Linked DNA regions of Mus musculus: all the other regions are linked to region 4. The links are chromatin contacts, called in public Hi-C and promoter capture Hi-C maps. All regions are on one chromosome and are shown on one strand. The core of a region is the stretch at or near the end of the contact, and the rest is flanking DNA. Distances in the headings are between cores, read along the strand shown. Region 1 holds the start of Ddx24 (DEAD box helicase 24). Region 2 holds the start of Zc3h14 (zinc finger CCCH type containing 14). Region 3 holds the start of Eml5 (echinoderm microtubule associated protein like 5). Region 4 holds the start of Ppp4r3a (protein phosphatase 4 regulatory subunit 3A).

Region 1 (2,926 bases), core at 187-2,686, 2.3 Mb before region 4:
TTTATTTCATGTATATGAGTACACTTAGCTGTACAATTGTTTGTGAGCTTTCATGTGGTTGTTAGGAATTGAATTTTTTTTAGGACTCCTGCTTGCTCTGGTCAACTCCCCTTGCTTTGCTTGCTCCCTCCCAAAGGTTTATTATTATAAATAAGTACACTGTGGCTGTCTTCAGACATGCCAGAAGCAGGCGTCAGATCTCATTACCAGTGTTTGTGGGCCACCATGTGGCTGCTTGAATTTGAACTCAGGACCTTAGGATGAGCAGTCAGTGCGCTACCTGCTGAGCCATCTCACCAGCCCCTCCTTTATTCTTTTTAACAAGATATCTCTTTTACGTTTTTAGGTGTATGTCTGTGCACCACGTGTTTGCAGCACCCACTGAGGCCAGAAGGGGGCATCAGATCCTCTGGTCAGGAATTATGGATGGTTGTGAGTTGCTATATGGGTGCTGGGAACTGAACACAGATCCCTCGGAAGAGCAGTCTGTGCTTGTAACCACTGAGCCAACTCTCCAGCCCGCCTTTTTTCCCCTCTCTATTCAGGGTGGTGTGCGGAAGCATTTTTGTTTTCATAAAAATTTCATGCATCTCTTTTTGCTCTTGTCTATCCTTTTGGCGTCTTGGTGAAAGTCCCTTGCCAATGACAACACTCTGTTATCTAATTCAGTGTTAGGTGTGTATCTCATAATGCTGACACGGAAAAAAAAAAACTGATCTAAGTTAAGATATAAAAGAATACATTTTCAGGTCTTCGGAGATGGCTCAGTGGGAAGCGTGCTTCCATATGCATGGAAGACTAGTTTATTTATTTTTTTAATTTATATGAGTACATTGCAGCTGTCTTCAGACACACTAGAAGAATACATTGGATCCTATTATAGATGGTTGTGAGCCACCATGTGGTTGCTGGGAATTGAACTCAGGACCTCTGGAAGAGCAGTCAGTGCTCTTAACCTCTGAGCCATCTATACAGCCTCTAAGACTAGTTTAAATCTCCAGCACAAACATCAAAAAACAATCAAACTAAACAGGCAAATGTATCGTGACCAGCTCTGTGCAGTAGGAAAGGCACTACGAACTGGAGAACATGGCTCTTTCAACCCAGGGTTAGGTGGTTTATAAATTAGGTAAGGAAATGTTTTAAGGCTCCAGGTAGTCAGTTACTCATGCATGTGGGACAGCTACTGCACACAAACCAGACAGCGATTACCCGGGCGCTTGCGCTCCCTAGCGTCCAGGAAGGAGCTCCGAAACATTGCCTAAACCATAAACAGGAAGCGTAACCTAGGCCACACAGGGCCCGCCCCCCAGCTCAGTCCTCCGAGTTCCAGCCAAAGTCCTGAGAGAGTGCCAATCAGATAGACGCTTCCGCACAGAGGCGGAACTTCCTTCCTTAGCGCGCACGCGTGCCCGGAGCTCCGCCCCGGAACTGCAGTACTGAAGCTGCTGCAGTTCCGGGTCGGGTTGGCGCAAACGGCCCGGCGTGTGAGGTGACTGCGGCGGTGAGTGCTCTTTGTGGGTTCGGAGCGGAGCAGGCCCTGGCCGGCTGCGGAGGGGCTCCCCGGTGTCTTCGAAGCATCGTGGCTCACCGGTGTCCCCACAACCTTGGTTGCCGGTGGCTCATGCTTTGCTGTGGGCATCAAGGCCCGGCAACCTCCCTTGAAGCCCTCGTGGGACTCTGGCAGAAGGCACAGGTCACTCCCCCGCGCCCTATTTCTAGTGACGTTCCCTTCACCTTGTCAAGGTGGGGCCGAGGTGCGGCGGGGGTCGGGGGGTCGCCGTGCGTCCCATGCCATCCTCACAGACGCCATGTTAAGCGGTTTTTGACGTGCGTCACTATTTCGTATTCAGATGAGGACCCAGTGCGATAAATATCTCATTATCCTCAATTTGTAGATAAGGAGACTGAGGCACAGAGATGTGCAGCAAACACCGAGCAGGATCCAGATTTGAATCGAGTTTTGCCTTACTCTCTCCACAATGTCCCTTTTCATTTAGAGAGGACCCATGTAGCGCCACTTCCACACAGATGAGTCGTGCATACTCAGACTTTAAAGACAGGGTCTTGTGTAGCCAAGGCTGGCTTTGAGCTCCTGATCTTCCATCTCCATTCCTGAGGGCAGGATACCGGCTATGTACGGTTTTACGCAGTGCTAGGGGGGGTGGAACCTAGGACTTGACGTGTTTCAACCTATCTGGCCAAGGCCAAGATGATGGAAATGGCACTTGTCTTGTTCTACCAGGGAAAAAAGCACGCCGTATCTCAGATTCTTACTCCGTGTTCAAAATGGCTTATCAAGCCTCTTTTGATACTTATTTTGTGTACAGTGTAAAATTAGTTATTATTAGATATTATCACACCCTTCTCATTTAGAAAGATTGTAACACTAAATTCTGAGAGGAGGTGGGTGGGTGGGGGTTGCATACAAAGTAAGTGTTGGAGCTAGGATCCTAACCAGAGATAGCTCATGTGTCCTTTACTGCCTGTGTCCCCTCTGCTCCAAGCCAAACTACCTATTCTGTGGGTGTGTTTCATTTTCTGGATTTGAGCATCTCCTCTATGTAAGTTAAGCCATCTCTGTGTCCTTGGCTGTTTGCAGGGTCTAGTACGTTTTAGGAAAGCGTGTGTTGCCCTAGAGCCTGTACCCCACAGTCACTAACCCAGAAGAACATTTCTTTTCAGCAACCATGAAGGTGAAGGAGACAAACTCAAAGCCAAAGTTGGCAAGCCGTGGCACGTTCCAGAGGAAGGGCATCAAGATTGTGGGGAAATGGAAGCAAGTGACGATCGACCCGAATCTGTTTGCAGATGGACAGATGGATGACCTGGTGTGCTTTGAAGAGCTGACAGATTACCGTTTAGTCAAGAATCCCTCCCGTTTGTTCTCAAGTGAGGAGACAAAGAAGAGAAAGGCCCAGGCTGT
Region 2 (2,747 bases), core at 62-2,561, 2.3 Mb after region 4:
AAGCTGGTGTGACCTTTTAAACTCACTGCTTTCGTATAATCCAAGTGTAGACATAGTGTAATGTCAAGCCTTCTAACCATTATGAAAACAAATTTGACTCCAGGGGTCAGTAAGGGTCTCAGACCCTGAGTTACTATTTTAAGGTACCCATGATTTACAACTAAAGCCACCATCAGTGGGGTCAGACAGGCTTCCTCCCCCAGGCCTGTTCAAGTACCTGAAGCCTTTGTTTCTATTTGTACAACTGGGATATTATCATTTACATTTTAATGGCTAAACAATGCCTAGCTCAGAGTAAACACTCATTCTGAAAAAACAAACAAACAAACAAACAAAAACAAAAAAAATCTAATACATAAAACTTACTGAACCAGCTCTGTGGCAAATGCCAGAAGCCTGAAGCATATAATGTTCATATCCAAAATGAGAGATCTCAAATTAAAGGTCATGATGAGAAAGTAACAACAGGAAAAACAGAACAAAATTCGAACAAACATGGGTGCTTAAAAACACGACAGCTTCAGCCGAAGGTTAGAAAAGCTAGACTATTTCAAAATAACATCTTAGACAGGAGATGGGGGTGGGGGAAGGGACCTCGGGGTGCTGCTATAGATGGCTCGATGGAACGAGGGGAGAGGAAAACCAGGGCTCTCAAGGCAGACCACCCGAAGAGCTCTGGGGCAGAGTCACTCACACATCCAGGCAGCTACAAGCCCTACAGTAGTATATGGAGGCGAAGGATGAGAATCGACTTACCTACGTAAGCTCCTAATTCTTGTAATTTCCCCTTAATGGCACTCTGAGGGAGAGAGAGAGAAAAAAAAAAAAAAAAACAGCAAAGGTGCCTGTGAAAACCGCGACAGTGAAAGAGCCGCCCCGCGCAACCGGGGGGTGGGGGAGGGGACGCCGCCCCCCGCGCGGCGCTTCCCGCAGCCGCCGCCGCCGCTGCCGCCCAGGTGCCTCTCACGGGCCCGCTGGAGTCCCCAGAGCCGACCGCCGCGCCTGCGCTCCGTCTGAGGCGGCCGGCGCGGAGGAGACGCTGCAGGCCGGGCCCACCCGCCCCGTTACTCCTGGCAACCGCCTGCCCGCCATGCCCAGCGCCCGCCGACGCGGGCCTCACCCGGATCTTGCGGCTGATCTCGGTGCCGATTTCCATGGCTCGGCGGCGGGCGGCCGGCTCGGCACTGCGCGGCGCCTCGGTTACCTGGAGCCCGCCGCGGGCTGCCACCCTGCAGCCTGGGCCCCCTACGCCGCTGCCGCTGCCGCTGCCGCCGCTGCCGCCGCCGCTCCGCCTCCGCCGTGCGCGTCCCCGCCCCTGCTGGCGCCCCCGTGCAAGTGGGAGCCAACGCGCATGCGTCTGAGCACACACGCATGCGCGCAATCGCGCGCGCGTGTGTGTCCCGGGCAGGGGGGCGGGGTCCGGAACCTGTGCTCTGGCGACCACTGCTGGTGGCTCATAGGACGATGGCCTACGGGGTTACCTGGTTTCACCTTCCTCTTTCTAGGCTTCGGGGGAGCCTTTCCTTTTCCTTTTCATGCTTTCTCATTTGCGAATTTTAGTCTACAGGTAATCAGGATGAAAGTATGTATAGCTCAAACATTATGAGCCCTGATCCGAGTTCAAATCTAACCCCAAGTATCACTATGGGATTGAGATATATATTATCAAATGACAAAAAGGAGATTATTTTCTAGAAGATGTACTATTATTACACTTGATGAGGTAGAGGGACGATATTCAGAACCCATGACCTTACTTTAATTCTATAGGGATGTTTTGTTTTGTTTTGTTTTGTTTTTTGAGACAGGGTTTCTCTGTGTAGCCCTGGCTGTTCTGGAACTTGCTCTGAAACCCATGCTGGCCTTGAACCCAGTGATCCACCTGCCCCTGCCTCCTGAGGGCTGCCAGCTGCAGGTAGCAAGACTGGCAAGTGTCACCCTCTAGTGTTACAACACCCTGCAGTGTTGACCAGTGTGACTGGGAAGTTGGGGCCCTCTAGTGTTAAGAGTTGGTGCGCAGGGCTCCGTTATTGGGTGTCAGCCCTGAATGTATTAGAGCTCCTTGGGCCTAGAAATTGGGTTTGCTAATCTCAGTCTCAGCTGGGATTGCAGTTTCCTGAAGGTCCTAGGTACTGGGATTTCTCAGGCCATGGTGGTAGCCAGCGATACAGCTCTCAGTCAGATGCCTGGCACACTTGGCCCTGAAGACCTGACAGTTCTCACAAATTCTTGTGACCGGGGCCTGCAGGTTCCCTTCATTGCTTTTTACGTCATTGCTTTTAATGCTTAGGCTCTGAGCCTCCTGTTCCCCCTCTCAGCTTCTTACCTTATCCTGGCCACTCTTGAACAGCTCCCTCCCTCTTCTATCTCCTGCCTCTCTTTGGGTCCACACAGCTGAAAGTGGGTCAGAAAAGAGAGCTTGAGAGAAGCCTCTTGTTAAGCCTGCTGTTGTAACCATAGGGTAAGCTGCTCCCGAGAGTGCCCCTCCCGGCCTGAACAGTCTGCTTCTATAGCTCAAAATGGGATGTTTGGATTAATCACAGCTATTTGTTTTGGCCGAGCCTAGCCATATGTTGGACTAATCAGAGCTTTGCCTCTTAGCACCAATTACAGCTATCTGTCTGGTCTGCTAGACCACAAGGAGAAGAGCTTGCCCTCTGGCCTAGGAAGAGATAATTGCAGGTTTGTTTGAAGTTCTTCAAGGCTCGGGATCACAAACTATCAGGTACAAAATCTTTCCAACAGCC
Region 3 (3,001 bases), core at 329-2,828, 2.2 Mb after region 4:
TGGAGATGCGAAGCTCAGTTCTTATACTTGGGCAGCAAGCACTCACCTTCTTAGCCATCAGCCCATGGCTGACCTTACATTTCTTTTATAGGCTGGAGGATACATATCTCGGTGCCAACACATGAACAGAAAACCACAAATAACTCCATTTGCTTGAATTTTAGAATACACCCCACATGTCTGAACTATGTAGCTTCAGACTGGACTAGGAGGCATCAGATTACCAAAGGATTATTGTTCTTTTACGTAAATGGTTCACCAGATGTTTACTTGTTGATCCATATCTGGGGTCTGGTTGCATGACTTTCAGAAAGCGGTAACACCTTGTCCAGGGTAAAGGCTTGACTGACTTCTCTGCCATGACCCTGCTAACAGATCGCATAGAGAACTGGTGAGATTTGCTTTCCTCTCTTTAGTATTCATGAATGGTTCACTTTCCAGCCACCGCTGTGCCTCCGTCATCTCTTTTGGTCTTAAGTTGTCATCTGAGGATGGCTTAATTAAGAATGTTTTTGCTTCAAACTCTACCCTTGGGTCATTAAAAATTGCAATGGAAAATATGATAATGGGAAAATAAATTATTTAAATCTAGTATTAATCTGAAGTTCTTAAATATGTACCATGGGATCTGTAAAACATTGTGTTGAAAAAAAAACTGTACAGAGAGAAATTCTTATTCTTCTACACCCTACCTCATAAAAATTATATGTAGCTAGTGATTAATATTTCACGATGTACGGCAACAAATATTTAATTTTTTCTAAGCATACATAGATGTTACATAGTCAACATCTCTTCCAGGAGTAGTCTACCTGATCACAATTATTTAGGCCATCTGATTTCACAATTACTTTAAAACATGCCCTTCTTCATTTTAATCAAGAGATAATTGCTGCTATCCAAAACAGCAGCTGAAAGATCTGCCAGCGGGGTGGGGGTGGGTGGTGGTGGGGTGCGTGGGGGGGGGGGGTGGGTTCGGAGTTTTGGTGGGGACAGTGATGCACATTTGTAATCTCAGCATTCAGGAGACAAAAACAGGAGGATTATGAGTTTGAGGCCTGTTGAACAACAGTAGTAACAAATCCAGGACTATTTATTAGGACAGTGTATCTAATGTGTCAAAAGCACATTTGCGAGGTTAGGTTTTCTTCTTGCCAAATTTCTGGACCAGAGAGCACCATGATAAGCAAACACACACGTATATGTAAGGTATGGAGGAGGCGATTAAAGAATAAAGTGAACATTCTATTCTGGTGTTATTCATTGGCATATGAAATAGCTGAGGTCTAAGGGCAAGCGGGATTCCCCAGAGATTCCTGAGCAAGCAAACCCAGCAACAGGAATCCAAATCTGGGTGGGGTAATCCAGGTCTCGCGAGGGTGGGAACGGGTGCTTAGATCTTGGTAGGGAGGACTGCGTGGGGGGGGGGGGCGGGGGGGCGGGGGGCGTTAACCACAGCCTGGTGGTGGTGAGCAGGGAGCTCTCTGATTCCGCTCTACTCCGGGAGGGGCGGGGCCACCTGAGAGGTGGGGCTAGCGCAGGGGAGGGGCGGGGCCGCGCGGCTCCGCCCTCCCGCCACTCAGCTGGGCTCGGGAGCGCGCGGCGCGGCTCCGCCGGGGCTGTGGAGGCGAGGTAGCGGCTAGACCGGAGCGCCGCAGGTGACCCGGGCGGGGAGTCCGGTGCGCGGGGCGGGCGGAGAAGAAGCGGGCTGGAGGCGCGTCCCCGTCCCCCCTCTTCGCTTGGTTGTCTTCCAGCCTAAGGCACTGGGCTGAGGGGACACGGCGAGCTCCCAGACGCGCGAGGCTCCCGGACAGCCGGCGGCGCTCGCGGCCCTCAGCATGTTCGGTGAGGCGAGGCTTTTCCTCCCGCCCGTGGGCTGAAGCGGCGGCGGCGGCTGCGGCGGCCACGCAAGCGAGATGCACCTGCCGGGCTCGGCTTAGAGGAGCGTCCGGGCCGCCAGCGGGAGAGCTTTCGTCACCCAGCCCCGGCGGCGACCGCGGGCCCGAGCCGCAGCGACGGGTGGGCGCACCGACATGGCGGCTCGGAGCGCCCCGAGCTGCCACCTGCGGCTCGAGTGGGTGTACGGCTACCGGGGCCACCAGTGCCGCAACAACCTCTACTACACGGCGGCCAAGGAGATCGTGTACTTCGTGGCGGGGGTCGGCGTGGTGTATAGTCCGCGGGAGCATCGGCAGAAGTTCTTCCGCGGCCACAGCGACGACATCATCAGGTACGGGCTCGGGGAGGCGGAGGGGTGGGGTGGGAGGGGGACCGCTGTCACCCCTGCCGAGCGCCCTCGGAGTTTGCAGCTGCCTGTCCTTCTGGAAGTCGTGGCCGTTCACGCAAAGGGGCATCACCCAGGACAGCGATGTGCATCTATCTGGTTCGGAGCCCACCCACTTACCACTCCGCTTTCCGCAGCGCCCTTTTCTAGGGGAGCGAGCCTACGGATGCTCCGCAGGCCTTCGCTTGACTGGATTTGTGACCTTTTCCGTTCCATCAACATCAGGAGTTTAGACTCCGTGATTGGTTTCTTGTTAAAAAGGAAATCTTATTTCGCTAGGGAAAGGAAACACTTGACAGAAGACTAACCCAAGCTCTGCGGTACTCAACTCTTGGCCGTAGTTATTAGTTCAGATTTCACTATCTGCAATTATCAGCAGATAGCAAAGAAACTCATGTGTTACTCGGAAGGCAATTCACTAGAGGTTAAAATTCGCACGCTGGAAGGCACTTGGAGGGTATGTCTTTTATGAGAAATAACCTTTACCACACCGATTTCCGATTCTGTTTATCTTCATCAGAGTAACCTTAAGTTTACTTTCTTATTAGTAATTTCAATCACAGGGTGACAGTATCTTGCTCTCTATTGATCTGAATCTTAACGTTGGCCGAGATGTTTGGTAAGCTGTACATATAAAGGGTAATTTTCCACATTTCAGTCGAACTCTAATGTTAAAGTTGGGAGCGTTTGAATTGATTATTGCCTCAAGCACATTTC
Region 4 (2,898 bases), core at 395-2,894:
ACTGCCCTGTGGGGATATTGGGGATGTCTGGGGGGGGGGGGGCTTGTTAGTTGACGTAGGAGCACCCAGCCCATGGCAGGTGGCAATATTCCCTGAGTAAGGTTGTCCTGGACTTTATAAAAAAAAACTAAGTATGAGGGGAGCAAGCCAACAGGCAACATTCCTCCATGGTTTCTGCTTCAGGCTCCTGCTTTGAGTTCCTGCCCTGATTTCCCTCAGCAATGGACTGTGACCTAGAAGTATACGCCAAATAAATTATTTCCTCACAGTACTTGTTCCCAAACACAAGCTGGCAATTCTGAAATTCTGAGAAGTACAAATCCTGGTGTACCCTGATTCAAAGTCTCTAAAGGACACTTTATAGAGGAGAGGAAGACCCGGATCATAGCAATTTAGGAAAGCTCTGGAAGACACAAAATAGTTTGTAAATGATTTCCATCATCAGAATAAGCCAGGAGACAAAATACTGAGACTGGCTAGGTGTGTTCTATTGGGTTCTGTACTCCAGCAAAACAGTTTCAGAGGGATGAAAGCAACAGTTTCTTCTTTGATGGGTAAAGAGTCAAGGCAGATAAGAAACTATTCACTGTGTAAGCTCTGCTAGTCAGTCTCCAAGGGCCTTTAAAAAGGTGGTTCTCAACATGTGGGTCTCGATCCCTTGGCGGTCAAACACGGGACACAGCAGATATCCTGCATATTACAGTTACGAAGTAGCAACAAAATGATTTTATAGTGAGGGAGGGGTCACCACAACAAGAGAAACTGTGTTATAAAAGAGTCAGAGCATTTTAGGAAGGTTAGAAGCATTGCTATAAAATAATCAGCATAGAGGGCCATACTGCTAACCTGCTCTGCTTGGAGCTCATGGGCTCCATCTAGATGCTTGAAAGGATTGCATTCTGGTATTTAGAAACAGCAACTGCTTTGTTTTTACATGCTTCCGAGTTTTGTTGGTGAATGATTTCAGGTATGTCTTTGCGAGCACTTGTCTCTGGTGTGGGTTAAGAAAGATCCCAGCTTCTCGCATACGTTGCTTCAGCCAGTCAGAGCAACATTGTGAGGCTGTGTTTCAAAAAAAACAAAAAAACAAAGAATTTCATCTTATTCATACAGTACGGCATTTATCTTTGCAAGCCCTTCAAGATGTGTTTTGTTATTTTGTTTAAAAAAACAAACAAACCAGCCTAGGGCTACAGACGATCAGCTTTGATAACCGACAGAGAAAGGGAGATAACCGCTGATTATTGTGAGGTGAGTGCTCAGAATGATCCCGGGGAGCAGTGCCACGCGTGAACACCGCGTCGAGGGTTTTAGACTTGCCCGGCCATTGCGTGCCTCACTGCATCCCGCCAACCTCGCGGTCCAAACGGTCCTCTCTCAGAAACTTCTCTATTTCAGGCCAAGGGAAGAAGAGGAGGAGGAGGAGGAGGGCGGGGGGAGGACGAGGAGGACGCCAGCAGCCCGCGCCCCCAGGGCCGACTGCAAAGGTCCTCCCTAAAGCGTCCGGAGAAGGCTCGCACGGGAAAGGACGAGCTCCGGGATCAGAGTCCAGTCTGGCTCCAGAAGCCGCCAACAGACTCCACACCCCTTCCCCGCCCGGAGCCGAGGTGATGACGAATTCAAAGTGCGACGGACGCACACGCAGCCCGCGCTTGCACGACAGTACGCGCAGGGCAGCGCGAGGGAGTCCCGGTCCGTCACCGGCGCGACTCGCGTCCCGCCTCCTCCGCTCCCGCCACCCCCGCAGCTCCGCGCCCGCCTCGGTGCAAGGCCTCGGCCGGAGCGAAGCTGCCGGCTCCCGTCTTGTCGCTTTAAGTGGTGGGGCTTGCGGGCCGCCCCTGCCGCTACTGCCTAGGTGGCCCCGCGCGCCGCTTTTGAGGGGCGAGCCAAGATGGCGGCGGCTTTGGCTCTGTGAGGAAGACGGAAGAGGCGGCGGAGTAGGGAAGGCGGCTTCTAAGAAGAGCCAGGGGTTCTCGGGTGGCCAGAGGCGTTCGGAGTCTCCCGGGAAGTGCTACCTCACCGGCTTCGGATGCTTTAAGCGGGAGGAGCGGAGCGGGGCTTCCTGCTGCAGCGGCTGGGCCAGGTACAAGGGAGGAAAACATGGCGGCGGCGGCCTGAGGAGGCGGCGGCGCGGGAAAGCGGCTCTGCGGAGGTCATGGTGGAGGCCGGAGCGGGTCTGTGAACCGAGCCGCACCTCGTTGGAACGGCGGGCCGGTAGGCTGCGTAGTGCTGCGCGTTCCCTGTCGGGGCTGCTGGGCGGCCGCGCTCGCTCGGCCTGGACAATAGCGCCGGGGAGAAGGAGACGAGAGAAGGCGGCGGCCCGGGGCTCGGACCCGGGAGCGGGCCATGCGAGCGGCGGCGCAGCTCCGCGGCGGCCAGCGGTGGCACTGAGGTCCCGGAGTTCCCCGTTTGCGGCCGCCCGCCTTTTCTGGACACTGTCCCTGGGCCACTCGGGCGGGGCCCCCGGCCGGCACGATGACCGACACCCGACGGCGGGTGAAGGTCTACACGCTCAACGAGGACCGGCAGTGGGACGACCGGGGTACTGGCCATGTGTCCTCCGGCTACGTGGAGAGGCTGAAGGGCATGTCCCTGCTCGTCAGGGCGGAGAGCGACGGTAAGTGACCCTCACTGGCCCCTCTCAGAGCAGTGGCGCTCGGACTGGGACGGCGGGAGTGCGGACGGGAACGCCACGGGGTACCCAAGTCCGGTGGAGCTCGGTGGAGAGCATTCGGGGTGTCCATCCTTAACCCGAAAACCTTGTGGCGTTGGGATTTCGAGCAGAGCGGAGCACGTTGCGCCGTGCTGCCTTTCCAGTGCAGAAAGGTCGGAGACCTGAGATCCTCTTTCCCCGGTGGTTTTTGCACCGTCGTGACCTTGAGAAAGGCATTTAACGGA

What was found. Hi-C and Micro-C count contacts between places; a contact is called where the count stands out from the background. Capture Hi-C pulls out chosen DNA fragments and counts their contacts.
Region 1: a Hi-C map of B cells shows a contact between it and region 4, with 7 read pairs. The contact joins the promoter of Ddx24 here to the promoter of Ppp4r3a in region 4. A contact is called at or near these places in 1 of 39 promoter capture datasets (the C10 cell line), 1 of 484 Hi-C or Micro-C datasets (B cells) and 2 of 115 datasets of contacts at active chromatin or transcription factors (astrocytes and embryonic forebrain).
Region 2: a contact with region 4 is called in a promoter capture Hi-C map of liver, with 3 times the contacts expected there. The contact joins the promoter of Zc3h14 here to the promoter of Ppp4r3a in region 4. A contact is called at or near these places in 1 of 484 Hi-C or Micro-C datasets (B cells), 2 of 115 datasets of contacts at active chromatin or transcription factors (large pre-B cells and pro-B cells) and 2 of 9 other capture datasets (adipose tissue and liver).
Region 3: a promoter capture Hi-C map of adipose tissue shows a contact between it and region 4, with 3 times the contacts expected there. The contact joins the promoter of Eml5 here to the promoter of Ppp4r3a in region 4. A contact is called at or near these places in 2 of 484 Hi-C or Micro-C datasets (CD4 T cells and muscle stem cells) and 2 of 9 other capture datasets (adipose tissue and liver).

Annotation. Positions count from the first base shown.
Region 1 is chr12:103,424,357-103,427,282 of GRCm38.p6, reverse strand. It overlaps Ddx24 (DEAD box helicase 24), which reads left to right and starts at 1,436. Exons shown (of 9, transcript NM_020494.4): 1 at 1,436-1,504; 2 at 2,686-2,926. The coding sequence starts at 2,691.
Region 2 is chr12:98,745,532-98,748,278 of GRCm38.p6, reverse strand. Zc3h14 (zinc finger CCCH type containing 14) reads right to left here and starts at 1,311. Exons shown (of 17, transcript NM_029334.2): 1 at 1,121-1,311; 2 at 757-799. The coding sequence starts at 1,156.
Region 3 is chr12:98,900,061-98,903,061 of GRCm38.p6, reverse strand. It overlaps Eml5 (echinoderm microtubule associated protein like 5), which reads left to right and starts at 1,578. Exons shown (of 44, transcript NM_001081191.1): 1 at 1,578-2,230. The coding sequence starts at 2,034.
Region 4 is chr12:101,082,448-101,085,345 of GRCm38.p6, reverse strand. Ppp4r3a (protein phosphatase 4 regulatory subunit 3A) reads left to right here and starts at 1,644. Exons shown (of 15, transcript NM_211355.2): 1 at 1,644-2,617. The coding sequence starts at 2,476. D130020L05Rik (RIKEN cDNA D130020L05 gene) reads right to left here and starts at 2,895. Exons shown (of 2, transcript NR_038050.1): 1 at 847-2,895.